Regions from separate parts of the Mus musculus genome. Here region 1 is linked to region 2. A link is a contact called in public HiChIP or PLAC-seq data. All regions are on one chromosome and are shown on one strand. The core of a region is the stretch at or near the end of the contact, and the rest is flanking DNA. Distances in the headings are between cores, read along the strand shown. Region 1 overlaps Nqo1 (NAD(P)H dehydrogenase, quinone 1). Region 2 holds the start of 4930517G24Rik (RIKEN cDNA 4930517G24 gene).

Region 1 (6,093 bases), core at 3,546-6,045, 180 kb after region 2:
GGCTCACATGTCCACCAGAATTCCCCTCTTCAAACAAGCCTTAGCACACCTCTGCTCAAAACCTCCAGGGTCTTTCCTTAGAGCAGTGGTGACTCCACAGCCCCATCTGTTCTGACCTCAGTGAGTGTCTGACCTGGCACTCTCCCAGTTTCTTTGCTTTAGCCTGGCTCCCTAGTTTCCCCTTCCTTGAACTTCTTTAAAGGCATCCCAGTGCCTGAAGTGTTCATCCTCCTGATAACCAGTCTCACTTAGACTCTCTGACAAGCATGGACTAAATAGTCAGTCTTGACCAGTCTGTACAAACCAGCTCCCTCAGTGCCAAGGCTGTCCCTTTAATCTTTTCTCTTCCTGGCATTTTTCCATGCCCAGCATAGCTGTCTGTAACTGCCATTTTCCCCATGAATACACTTCTGCAAGGGTATGTGCATGTTGCTGTGTGCCTAGCATTGGAAGAGTGGCGGGTTTGTTGGATATGTCAGAGTGAGCACGGCCCCCACGCCCACTCAGGCATCTATTGCTCACATTCTCACTGTGTGCTATAATTCCTACACCACTTTCTTTCCTAGTGCTCTTAAAACATCTCCTTACATTATTTATCTGTGTGTTTGCACGTGTGTGTGTGTGTGTGTGTGTGTGTGTGTGTGTGTGTGTGTGTGTGCATTCTCTCAAGCACATACGCCATGGCACATGTGTGGTCAGAACATAGCTTTCAGGAGTCATTCCCCTCCTCTCACCACGTAGGTACCAGGGATAGGTGCTTCAATATGAAGCAGCCCTACTGGGCTAGCTCAGGCTACCTACTCCTGGTCATCATTTGTTACTGAATCTCTAAAGTGGTCTCCCAGGAGATTCTCCTTTAGCCTGTGTGGCATCTGAAATTGGCTAAAACTCAAGTGATTGGGCACACCTGTGAGGGATTTTTTTAATTAAAAAAAATTAAATCATTTAAAATGGGAAGACCCACTTTTAATCCAGATCTTTTGAGGTGGGAATCTAGGCCACACCTTCTGCTGGCAGTCTATATAAAGGACACAGAAGAAGGAAGGTTGCTCTCTCTACCTAACGACCTTCACTGTCACTGGCAAATCCATTCCTCCACTGGCAAGATAGCCTACTTCTTTGGAATGCTGAGACCCTGTGAGAGCCAACATTACATTTTAATTTACTGTTCCTAAGAGATCCATGAAACAAAAATGCGTCTAACCTGTAAGCCTTTTACTCAGGAACAGACATTTCCTGCAATGCTGGACGCTGTTGTTTCTGAGAGATAACAAGCCACGTGTTTTCACTCCCCTAAACAAGTGAGCTTGATCACACGTAATGGAAAATACCATGCCATTATGGGGTTGTCGTCTTAAGCCTCTGCCAAGTGTGACTCGTGGCCATTTCATGGAAACCCTGGAATAGACCTGGCCAGAGTCCATCCTCCTTGTCAGTATTTAATTAAAGCTTGCTTCAAATTTGGCTGGAAGATTGTGGCAGAGGTCTTATTCTCAACCCATGGGACTAACAACATCTAATGTCATGGACAAAAATTCAACTGGATTCTTGGATCATCTGTTGGAAGATAGTTATTGTTGGAGAACTGGACCACAGCCTATAAATCAATCTAATATATCCCCTTTCTATCTATCTATCTATCTATCTATCTATCCACCCATCCATCCATCTAGATTCATTCTATAAGTTCTGCTCCTGTAGATAACCCTGACTTAATCTGCCTGGTGCCAGAAATGAGTTGATTTGCTAAAATGAATTCCAAAGCATCCAGTATTGTCAGGTCTACAAATTTTCTGGCCACCTAGTTTTGTATACTTCCCATTTGCCACAAGAGGGCGCACTATTGTCATCTTTAACTTCACTCAGGGTAGAAAGAGATATACTTCAAGGTTTATTTGTTTCTCATGTAGCCCAAGATGGTCTCAAACTCACTACGTAGCTCAGGGTGACCTTAAATTTCTGACCTTCCTGCCTTCCATCTCCTGAGTGATGGGATGATAGCCATGTGCCACCAACATGCCTCGAGTGCATTTGAGATTTAAATTGAGTGGCTAGAGAGAGGTGGCTCAACATAAAAGCCCTTGCTGTCCTAGCAGGACAGTCCAAGTGGAGTTCAGTTCTGAGCACTTACAACAGGGGCTTATAATTGCCTGTAACTCCAGCCAGGAGATGTGATTCTACCTTCTAGTCTCCACAGGCGCGCCATGCTCACGTATGCATACACACCTAAATAAAATGCAATTTTATGCCAAAATCAGGAACTGAGAGAGTAGTTCAACAGTAGGGTACTTGGTTCACAGTTGTAAGACTATCCGTTAGACACCAACATGCACACACACATGCACACACACACATTTAAAATTATTTACTATAAATAATAAGGCCAGCCAGACATGGTGGCGCATGCCTTTAATCCCAGCACTCAGGAGGCAGAGGCAGGCAGATTTCTGAGTTTGAGGCCAACCTGGTCTACGAAGTGAGTTCCAGGACTGCCAGGACTATACAGAGAAACCCTGTCTTGAAAAACCAAAATAATAATAATAATTAATAATAATAATAATAATAAGGCCTACATGATATCCACACATTTCCTTAAATGGAATGTAATTATCAGGACTGGAAAGATGGTTTCATAGCTAGGAGCAGTTGCTGCTCTTTGCAGAGGACCTGAGTTTGGCTCCCCAGCATCCACTTCGAGTGGCTCACAGCCACATGTAACTCCAGCTTTGGGTGCTAGAAGGTGCTCTTCTGGAGTCTGTGGGCACTTGTACACACATATTCACAAACCCTCAGGCATGCGCGTGTGTGCGCGCTCACACACACACACAATTAAAAAATAAAACTGATCAACTGATCTTTAAAAATAAAAAAGGAATGTCATTGATTTCACAATATTGCAGACAAACCTTCCAGACATTTGTATATGTCAAGTTGTTTTTCTTTGGTAGAAGGCTACCGGTTTTCATTGTGGCACTTAGGATTATTTTTATATGTACACCGCTTTATTATTTATTTATTTATATCTACTTATTTATTTATTTATTTATTTATATTTACTTATCTATGCATGCAGTGGCTGCAGGAGCCAGAAGAGGGCACTGGATCCCTCGGAACTGGGGTTAGAAAAGAGGTTGGCCTTTCTGAAGGTTTTCTGCAAGAGCCAACAAGTGCACTTGGCTGCTGAGCCATCTCCAGGTCAGTAAGGGGCTATTGCTATTAAGTATTAAAGGGCTTAAAGGCATGCGCCACCATCTGATGTGTGATGTATTCATTTATTTCGATTAAAAAAAAAAAGAAATAGAAAGAATGAGACGGAGATCTGTTTTAAAATTCCTTTCCCAGGACCTGGGTGTGCTGTGTACAAGACAGAAAAGAGCTGGAGAGCCAACCCCCTGGGCGCCATGTCAGTCACTGCACAGTAATTGAAACCAGGATGTATCATAAACAGGCTTTAGCTAACTGCTAACTGCTAAACAAGTTAGTCCCTCGGCCATTGTTTACTTTGAGCAATTCCCTTCTGCCCTAAACCACAGAGAGGTAATTATAGACAACGAATCTTGATGGAGGACTGGATGCCATCTAACTGGGACTAGCCCGAAGAAAATGGCGAATATTGCATAAATGACCTAGAAGAGTATTTCCAGCTCGCTTCTGCACCTTGCCCTGAGGCTCCTAATCTGACTTCATTCATTTTGTTGTTATGGCAGAACTATCAAAAAAAAAAAAAAAGCATGAAGCAAACTTACTCCTTTTCCCATCCTCGTGGAGCAAAGGAAAAAAATGAAAGCAAGTCAGACAAGCTGGGGAAAAAGAAAGCTGCGTCTAACTATATGTTAGGAAAAAAATCCTTATTTTCTAGCTTTGATCTGGTTGTCAGCTGGAATGGACTTGCCCAGGTGATGGCCCACAGAGAGGCCAAACTTGTTCTTCTTCTGCTCCTCTTGAACTTCCTTTTTCATTAAGAATCCTGCCTGAAAGTTTAGGTCAAACAGGCTGCTTGGAGCAAAATAGAGTGGGGTCTCCTCCCAGACGGTTTCCAGACGTTTCTTCCATCCTTCCAGGATCTGCATGCGGGCATCTGGTGGAGTGTGGCCAATGCTGTAAACCAGTTGAGGTTCTAAGACCTGGAAGCCACAGAAACGCAGGATGCCACTCTGAGGAGAAACAGAACACAGCGGTAAGTCACAGGAGTTAAGTCCGTACTGTAAACGGGCATCAGAAGTTGATCTGCGGGGTGGAGAGCTGGCTCGAGATTTTCTGCTCTTTCAGAGTACCCCGCTTGGTTCCCAACATCCAGATGGAGGGACTCACCTGTCACTCCAGTTCTAAGGGATTGGATGATCTTTTCTGACCTCTGTGGCACCCACATAAACGTAGCATACATACCCAGAACAATAAAATGAATAAATAGAAATCTTAAAAACAAAAACAAAACAAAAAACTTGCAGCTTGAGAGATGCATTGGTGACTAAGAGGACCCACGTGGTGGCTCACAACCATCTGTAACTGCTGTTCCAGGGAATCCAATGTACTCTTCTGGCCTTCATGAACATTGCATACACACGGTACACAGACAAACAGCAGGCAAAACTCATAAAAAATAAAACTTAAATTAAAAAAAAAAAAACTTTTAAGAGGGTGAGTTGGGCTTGCCAATGGGAGAATGTACAATCTGAGGTGCCCCTGGGAATTGACACGGGTCTTTCTCTTACCTTCTGCCCTCCCTCCCTAGACTCCTTGGCAGAGCTTGAATGAGTAAAAACCTTGAAACTGTGCCAACCTGGATCCTCTGCCAAAAAGAGCCGGAAATTGTATTACATTAGGGAGAGCGTTTGCTCCTTGGCTCTGGCTCATGCGAGGGCATGTGGATGCGCATTTGTCTGCCTCTCCACATGATGAACTCAGTTTGCACAAATGGTCTTTTCAGCACCCATCTTGCTCGCTCTCCTCTGCACCCCCGGTCCTGAGTGGACATACTCCTCAGCGTCCAACCCACCTCAGAGACAAGCTCGGTGAACCTGATTCTTGTCCTGGGGAGCCAGATATGGCAGTCCACGCCTTAAACCCAGCACCCAACAGGTTGAGGCAAAAGAACTGCCACAAGTTCAAGTCTACCTTGGGATTGTATATGAACCTCCTCCCACCTTAAAACAATAAAAGGTCTTGCTGGGCAGTGGTGGCGCACTGAGTTCGTCACCAGCCTAGTCTTCAGTGTGAGTTCCAGGGCTACACAGAGAAACCCTGTCTTGGAAAACCCAAAACACAAACAAACAAACAAACAAACAAACAAACAATAAAAGAGCAGGAGAGATGGCTCAGCGAGTAGAGTCAAGATACCAGCCTTATAAGTCTGATGGAGAGAGAGCCCAGAACCTATGTAAAAAGGTGAATGCAGTTGGGTGTGGTGGCGCATGCCTTTAATCCCAGCACTCGAGTCAGAGGCAGATGGATCTCTGAGTTTGAAGCCAGCCTGGTCTACAGAGTGAGTTACAGGACAGATATACAGGGAAACCCTGTCTCAGAAAATCCAATATATGCGGCAGCATGACTCTGCAATCCCAGCATGCCAAGAGGCAAGATGGGAGGCAGAGACAGAAGTTGAAGGCCAGTGAGCCTTGACCACACAGTACTACAAAAGCCAAGGAAATCCTGGTACCAACAAGATATAAAGGGAGAGCCGGCTCCCAAAAGTTGACCTCTGATACACACGCGCGCACACACAATCGCACAGGCACACACATGCATGTGCAAACGCACGCATACATACAAGCACACACATGCATGCCCACACATACATTTTTTTTAATTATTAAAATATTCTGGGGTTACAGATACAATTCCAGGAAGACTGGAAAGAGCCAAGGCTGTGGCTGCACACGCTGAGGCCCTGGTGCACATAGAAGAGACTTTGACCATGTGCCCAGGGTCATCTCACAAGCTCCTGAAGGAAACTTAGGAGTGGCTGCCCTGTTCCCTGGCTGCTCTCCTCCCCCCTCGGGTCAGTTCTGAGTTACTGTCTGGAGGTTTGGACTCTGAGGAACGCTCGGCTAACAAACTCCTCTGGAAGGAGCTACCTGAATCGGCCAGAGAATG
Region 2 (6,263 bases), core at 1,684-4,183:
TAGTGTAGCAGCTAGAGATAGGAAGCAACGCAGGGTAAGTGGCTAATGTCATGATCGTCCTTGTTTTAGAGATATGGAATCTGAGACAGAGATTAAGTCATTTGACTTGTATCACACAGCTAGATGGCGAATCCAGGCCTCTGACACCTGGACCTAGGCTCTGTTCTGCCTAGTCTTTGAAGTATCAAATCAAACTTCGGAACAGAAAAGAAATAGGCAAGTGTTATCCAGCTGTGATTATTCAAAGAGCACTGGCTGTGATCTACGGATGTTTCCTGTGCCCTTCCCTGACACGAGTTTCCCTCTTGCTGCCAGAGACAACCAATATCCTGGGTTTTTTTTTTTTTCCCCTTAGAATCATTTTAATAGTTTTTCCACCTACACATATAACCTTAAGCCACATGATTCTGTTTCCTTTGTTTTGGAAGTTAACGTGAATGAAATCACCCCTTACGTATTCTTTTGGGATTTGGTTCTTTCAACACTACGTGAGGTCCCCCTGGGCTCTTCCGAATAGCGACAGTTCGTTTAGTTTTCTTTGCTGGACAGTCCACAAGGTATTTATGCAATCTATGTTCAATGAACAGTGGATTGTTTCCAATTTTTAAACCAGCAATGGTACTGTGAACATTTTCTTTTTTTCTTTTCTTTCTTTTTTTAAAGGCTTATTTATTTTATGTTTATGAATACACTATTTGTATTCATAAATACACTATAGCTGTCTTCAGACACACCAGAAAAGGGCATCAGATCCCATTACAGATGGTTGTGAGCTACCATGTGGTTGCTGGGAATTGAACTCAGGACCTCTGGAAGAGCAGTCAGTGCTTCGTAACCACTGAGCCATCTCCCCAGCCCTACTATGAGTGTTTTCCTTTGTGTAGTCTGATCAGCTGATGTGTATCTAAAGGCAGATCTGCAGTTGTCAAGATGTCCTTTGTTCCATGCCCTGATCTGTATGGGTACTGCACCATGCAGATGTCAATACCTGTGGCCACATGGGAAAGAACACACTATGTATGATGTGGGAAACACAGAAACCTAAAATACAGGGTTCTTCCTGAAAACAATGACCAAAGAGAGATCATGTGACCCAGCAATTTCCCCTCCTCCGTATGTGCCGTGAGTACTGAGAACATGTTCAGCAAGGCCTAGTGTCATATATTTGTAACTCCACTGCTCAGGAGGCTGAGGCAGGAGGATCATGAATTAGAGGCTAGCCTAGAGTATATGGCAAGATTCTGACTCAAAATAACAGTGTGGGGTGGGTGCGAGGAGGCTGGAGAGATGGTTCAGCACTTTAAAGCTCTTATAGAGAACCCAGGTTCAATTTCCAGCGTCTACATGCGGGCTTACAACTATATGGAGCTCAAGCATGATCATGGTACACATACACACATGCAGGCAAAAACCTCATACACATAGAATAAAAAAAAATAAAGAAGAAAATAGATGTTCATATAAAGTATATAAAATACCCACCGTAGCCTTTTCAAGTATCCAGAGATGAAATGCAGTGTGTGTACACGTGTGCATGTACGTGCACACATGGACATGTGCATGATGGAAAACTATTCAGCAGTAAGAATTAAGGAGTTACTGATACATGGATGAGTTTTGAAAGCATGACATTAAATGAAAGAAAAACCAGACACCAAAAAAATCACATACAATATGATCCGACTTATGTGACATGTCCAGAATAGTCAAGTTCAGACACAGATTGGGACAAATTGGACTTGACAGGGATGGAAGGGTCATGTTGCTAGGGACTGCTTGTGAATATAGGGGGATGAAGGCTTCAGTTAGTGGTCATGGCTGTTTAAGTATAGCAAAGGCCCTACACTGTAGGGCCTTTTTTTTTTTTTTTGGCTTTTCGAGACAGGGTTTCTCTGTATATCCCTGGCTGTCCTGGAACTCACTCTGTAGACCAGGCTGGCCTCGAACTCAGAAATCCACCTGCCTCTGCCTCCCAAGTGCTGGGATTAAAGGTGTGTGCCACCATGCCCAGCTCCTACAGTGTATTCTTAAAAGGGTGAATTTTATGATATATGAATAGAAGCACAACACTTTATTTTTAGACAGTGTCTGTCTATGTGGCCCTGCCTGTCTTAGAACTCATTTTCTAGACCAGGCTGGCCTTGAACTCACAGAGAGCTGCTTGCCTCTGTCTCCTGAGTGCTGGGGTTAAAGTTGTCTACCACCATGCCGGGATAGCATTCTCCTTTTCAAAGCTATTTTAATTTTGTGTATGTTGTCTGTGTGCTGGTATGCCCACATGTGTGGGTGCCTGAGGAGGCTAGAAGAGAGTGTTGGGTCTCCTGGTGCTGGAGTTACAAAAAGCCGTCTCAATAGGTGAGCCATCACATCTCTCCGGGCTCAACCATCCTTCTCTGTCGTTCATGCTTCGAGACTGGGATATAGCTCAGTGACAACAGGAGCTTACCTGGGATGCTCAGGACCCTGGATTCAACTCCCCTGCAAGTACTGCACTAAAGTAAAAAAAAAAAAAAAAATCACCTATTCAAAGCAGGGTGTGGAGTACCTAAGACAGGCCAGCCCGGAATTGGTCCTGGAAAGCAACAACTGGATCGCCCCAAGGGCAGTTTAATGATGGTACCAAGTGCAGAGTGTAGGGAGGGTCTAGGGAAAATTTGTCTCAAGTCATAATGAAGCAGTTCAGGGTCGGTGGAGGGGCAGCCAATACTATCCTGATCTGAAAAGGGGTGTAGGGGCAAGGTGTGAGCGATCTCCAGGAAGAACTGTGGAGGAGGGCTTCCAAAGGGGGCTTCCACATTGAGCAAGCTCCCTACTGCATCCTGTCCTCCGCTCAGCCTCTCCTCTGTGTGGACACCCATCAGGGCACCCACCTGTCAGCCAGTGGGACAGGGGCTTAGGCAATGGGGGCCTTCAGTGCACAGTGCGCATGCGTGAGTCTGACATCTACAGAGGCAGTTGGCATTGGCCCCATTCAAGCACTCCCCGAGGTCTACAGTGGAGAAGAGAAGGCTGCCAAGCCCCTGTGAAGAAGAAAGAGACTGTGTATCGTCCCAGCCCCTCGTGACTTCACACTGGGTGTGAAGACAGAATAGGATCCTGAAAGAGGCCGACTTTAACGAAAGGAATGAGTGTGTGCACTTTTGGACATGGCGTCTAGATGTCCTTCCAATTAAGCGGTGCACAGTAAGTTGGGGTGAGTCCTGGTGATGAAGGTGCCCTTCATGACCATGGGGAAGCTTGGAAATGGATACTAAGCACCCCTGGGGGTGTATTAATGCAAGTACAGAAGGACAACTCCACGCTGAGGGACACCCCTCTGGGGCTCAAAGCCTAGGGTTGAGCCGGAGAGTCTGATAATGGGCAGACACCCAAGGCCTGCTCTTGGAAGCCAGGATGTGTGTGGACTGCGCCCTCCCCGGAGGTTACCCCGAGTGCTGGCGCAGCTCTCTGGCTCAACCGCCCGAGCACTCACGGGGCTCCTTCCAGCCTTTATTGGGACATCTGCCACCTCCCAGGTCCTCCTCTTCCAAAGCCAAGAAGGGTCAGAGGAAGGGAGTGTCCCTGTATACCAACGTAGCAGAGCAGCTTCTGAAAGCTGAGGGGGGCCCCCAGGGAGAAAACATGGCCGTGCCAATTTTGAAAGGTCCCCAAACGACTTCTAAAAGCACCAAGGCCCATGAGTAAGACTGCGGTGCTGGATGGAACGCGGGGGCAGGAATGCTGCCCAGATCCCTGGCAGGAGCTGCGGGAAGAAAGCAGGCCAGGGCGCTGCCTCTGCAGCAGACGCATTGTCCCCCCTGTTCTGTGGGCTCTTGGGTATCTCTGTCCAGGCAAAGCCCGAGCCCACCCGTGGGCAGCTTCTAGCCTGCAAGGCTCAGCACCCTGCAGGATTCTCTTCCACACAGGTCCCTCACCTCTGGCTCCACGCCCAGCCAGTTGCCCACAGACTGGAAAACAAAGGAACACTGCCTTCCCTGGAGACCTGTGCTTAAGGGATGGAAGGGATGGGCCTTGGGCAGGCTGGGCGGATACTCTGTTGATTTTTTTTTTTTTTTTCCGAGTGCAGAGACTATGACAGCCAATTCCTGTTGGAAGTAGCTTTGTTTTCTTTGGATGGTGGAACACTTTTCCTTTCTCGTGACTGTGGCAGTTTTGGGTCATGTTTAGGATGGTGACTAGTTAGCCTAATTATGTGCCTTCCACAACCACGTTCTTAACCTTTTGGGGCACAGATGTTATTACAACCTTGATTGAGAAGAGGGGTCACCTCTTCTCTCTCCCCTCTGCGCCTCAATCGGAGCATTTAACTCCTAGTGGGTTAGGACTCTTTGTAGAGGCCAGGAGTGCGTAGCTCAACAGGTTCAAGGCCCTGAATTCTGTCCCAGTTTGGGGACAAAAATGAGAAACTGTTGGGTTAAGGAAAATAAGGAAAGGCCCTTCCTGTCCCCCTATATTCTACCCTAGATTTCCTTCAGTCTGGTTTTTAAGATTCCTAGCACTGGTTGGGTCAGTGCGCCCTGCTTGGCTCCTGTCTGAATCAGTCCATGTGTCTAGGCACGTTTCTAGCTAAGGCTGCCTCTGGGTGAAGGCTCCAGGACCGCACCACGCCTCTCTTTCAGGCATCAGGCTATTCCAGAGGGATTTGTAAGCTCTTTGTCTTATCTCTGTCTCTCTATTACACAGAAGCCGGGCAACCAGAGTCTCTGTAGCTTCAAGGAGAGGTGGCCCTATTTCCAAGGAGCAGGTTCTAGGGAGACAGGCGTTGTCTGGTTTTGTTAAATTCCAGCAGAAAGTCACTTTGCCAAAAATGCCAAAAATAAAAAGGACTGTCTAGACACTCACATATTAGACACTCTAATATGAACAGAGACTTTGACCTTGACGTCATCAGGTTTTGCTTCCATGGCAAGATGAAGGGGTAGGTCAATTAACAGACAGGGCTGTGTACCTGCTGTGCACCAGGCTGTGTTCTTGGCACCTGGAGGCATGTGGTGATGAGACAGACACCCAAACACTGGTAATTGTAGAAAGTAGAAAATACAAAGATGAAAGTAATGTAGTGTGGAATGACCAGGGTTGCCGTGGTAGGGACGTGATGAGAAAGGTCTCTGAGAATTCACAACTGGGACAGAGACCTGCTTTCCGGCTCACTTACCTGCCCGCTCTCCACCTCACTTTCTGTAGCCAGTTAAAGGTCGGCTGTGAAAGAAATGCAACATAACATTCTAGGAATAGACAACTTACAATGTTTGCATTGGGTATTATTCTGAGGAACATGAAAAAAATGTCACACAATGCCAGCTCATGGCCCATGCTCCCACACAGTGTGCCCATGCTGTGTGGCTGTGCCACCTACCTGCTGATCCCTTGGCAGCCATTCTGAGGGAGCCCACCGTTCTGCAGCTTTGATCACAGTATACTGTGACATTTGTTCGATCTTATTAATGGTTATTATCAGTCTCTTTGTAAATTATTCCTATGGAGAGATAGGAAAAACACACATAGGATTTGGTGCTGTCTGATGCTTTAGACTCCCTCTGCGGATCTTGCAACCTATCCCCCATTGGTGAGCCGAGGCTACAGTATTCAAAAGATAGTAGCCACTTGGAGGACTTCAGGCTGAGGGGACAGCTATTGCGAAGGCTCTGAGACTTGAATGGTTGACCTGCTTAAGGAACAGAGAAACAGTAGACTTGGACAGAGTGAGGAATGGGAAGACGGGAGATGGCACACATCCTATAGGATCACATCCTATATAAGCCTTTCAAGGAAGTGGAAGTTGGGTTTTTATTACACTGTGACAGAGGAGCATAGAGAGGAGGATGCTGCTGGCATTCTTAGAGCTGGTATCCATAGAGAGGAGGGTGTTAGAGCAGGGGTGGGTGAGAGGTCCAGGTGAGAGGGGTGATTGTAGCTTGGTCCTTTTTGGTAGCAAGACAAACAAAAGCCTGTGGACTCTTTTTCACGTGGGCATACACAGTGCAAGTGGTTTTCTCTTCCCTCCTGTACCTAATGTATTATAAACTCATGGTGGCTAAAGCCCCTAAAGGTCCAGGCATGGTGGCACATGCCTTTAATCCCAGTACTTGCAAGGCAGAGACAGGAGGATCTCTGTATGTTTGAGACCCAGCCTGGTTTACATACCAAGCTCCAGTACCACTAGGACTGACTATATAGAAAGACCCTATCTCAAAAAAAAAAATCATAGAGACTGTCTCTTAATTCACTTCTCTCTCTCTCCCCCTCTCCCTCTCTCTCCCTTT

The links. HiChIP or PLAC-seq counts read pairs in DNA pulled down with a chosen protein or histone mark.
Region 1: a contact with region 2 is called in a FOXA1 HiChIP or PLAC-seq map of pancreatic cancer cells. The contact joins the enhancer-like site here to the promoter of 4930517G24Rik in region 2. A contact is called at or near these places in 3 of 484 Hi-C or Micro-C datasets (bone marrow-derived macrophages and embryonic stem cells), 2 of 115 datasets of contacts at active chromatin or transcription factors (embryonic stem cells and pancreatic cancer cells) and 1 of 9 other capture datasets (embryonic stem cells).

Annotation. Positions count from the first base shown.
Region 1 is chr8:107,384,971-107,391,063 of GRCm38.p6, forward strand. Nqo1 (NAD(P)H dehydrogenase, quinone 1) reads right to left here. Exons shown (of 6, transcript NM_008706.5): 5 at 6,075-6,093; 6 at 3,255-4,154. The coding sequence ends at 3,849. Among named protein-coding and RNA genes, the nearest start is that of Nqo1, 15 kb to the right of the region's middle. Within about 2 kb of position 4,796, at least 45 of the 459 cell types and tissues checked have an H3K27ac peak or open chromatin away from gene starts, as enhancers often do. A contact at or near this core is called in pancreatic cancer cells, where this site is marked.
Region 2 is chr8:107,202,397-107,208,659 of GRCm38.p6, forward strand. 4930517G24Rik (RIKEN cDNA 4930517G24 gene) reads left to right here and starts at 2,934. Exons shown (of 3, transcript NR_166499.1): 1 at 2,934-3,193.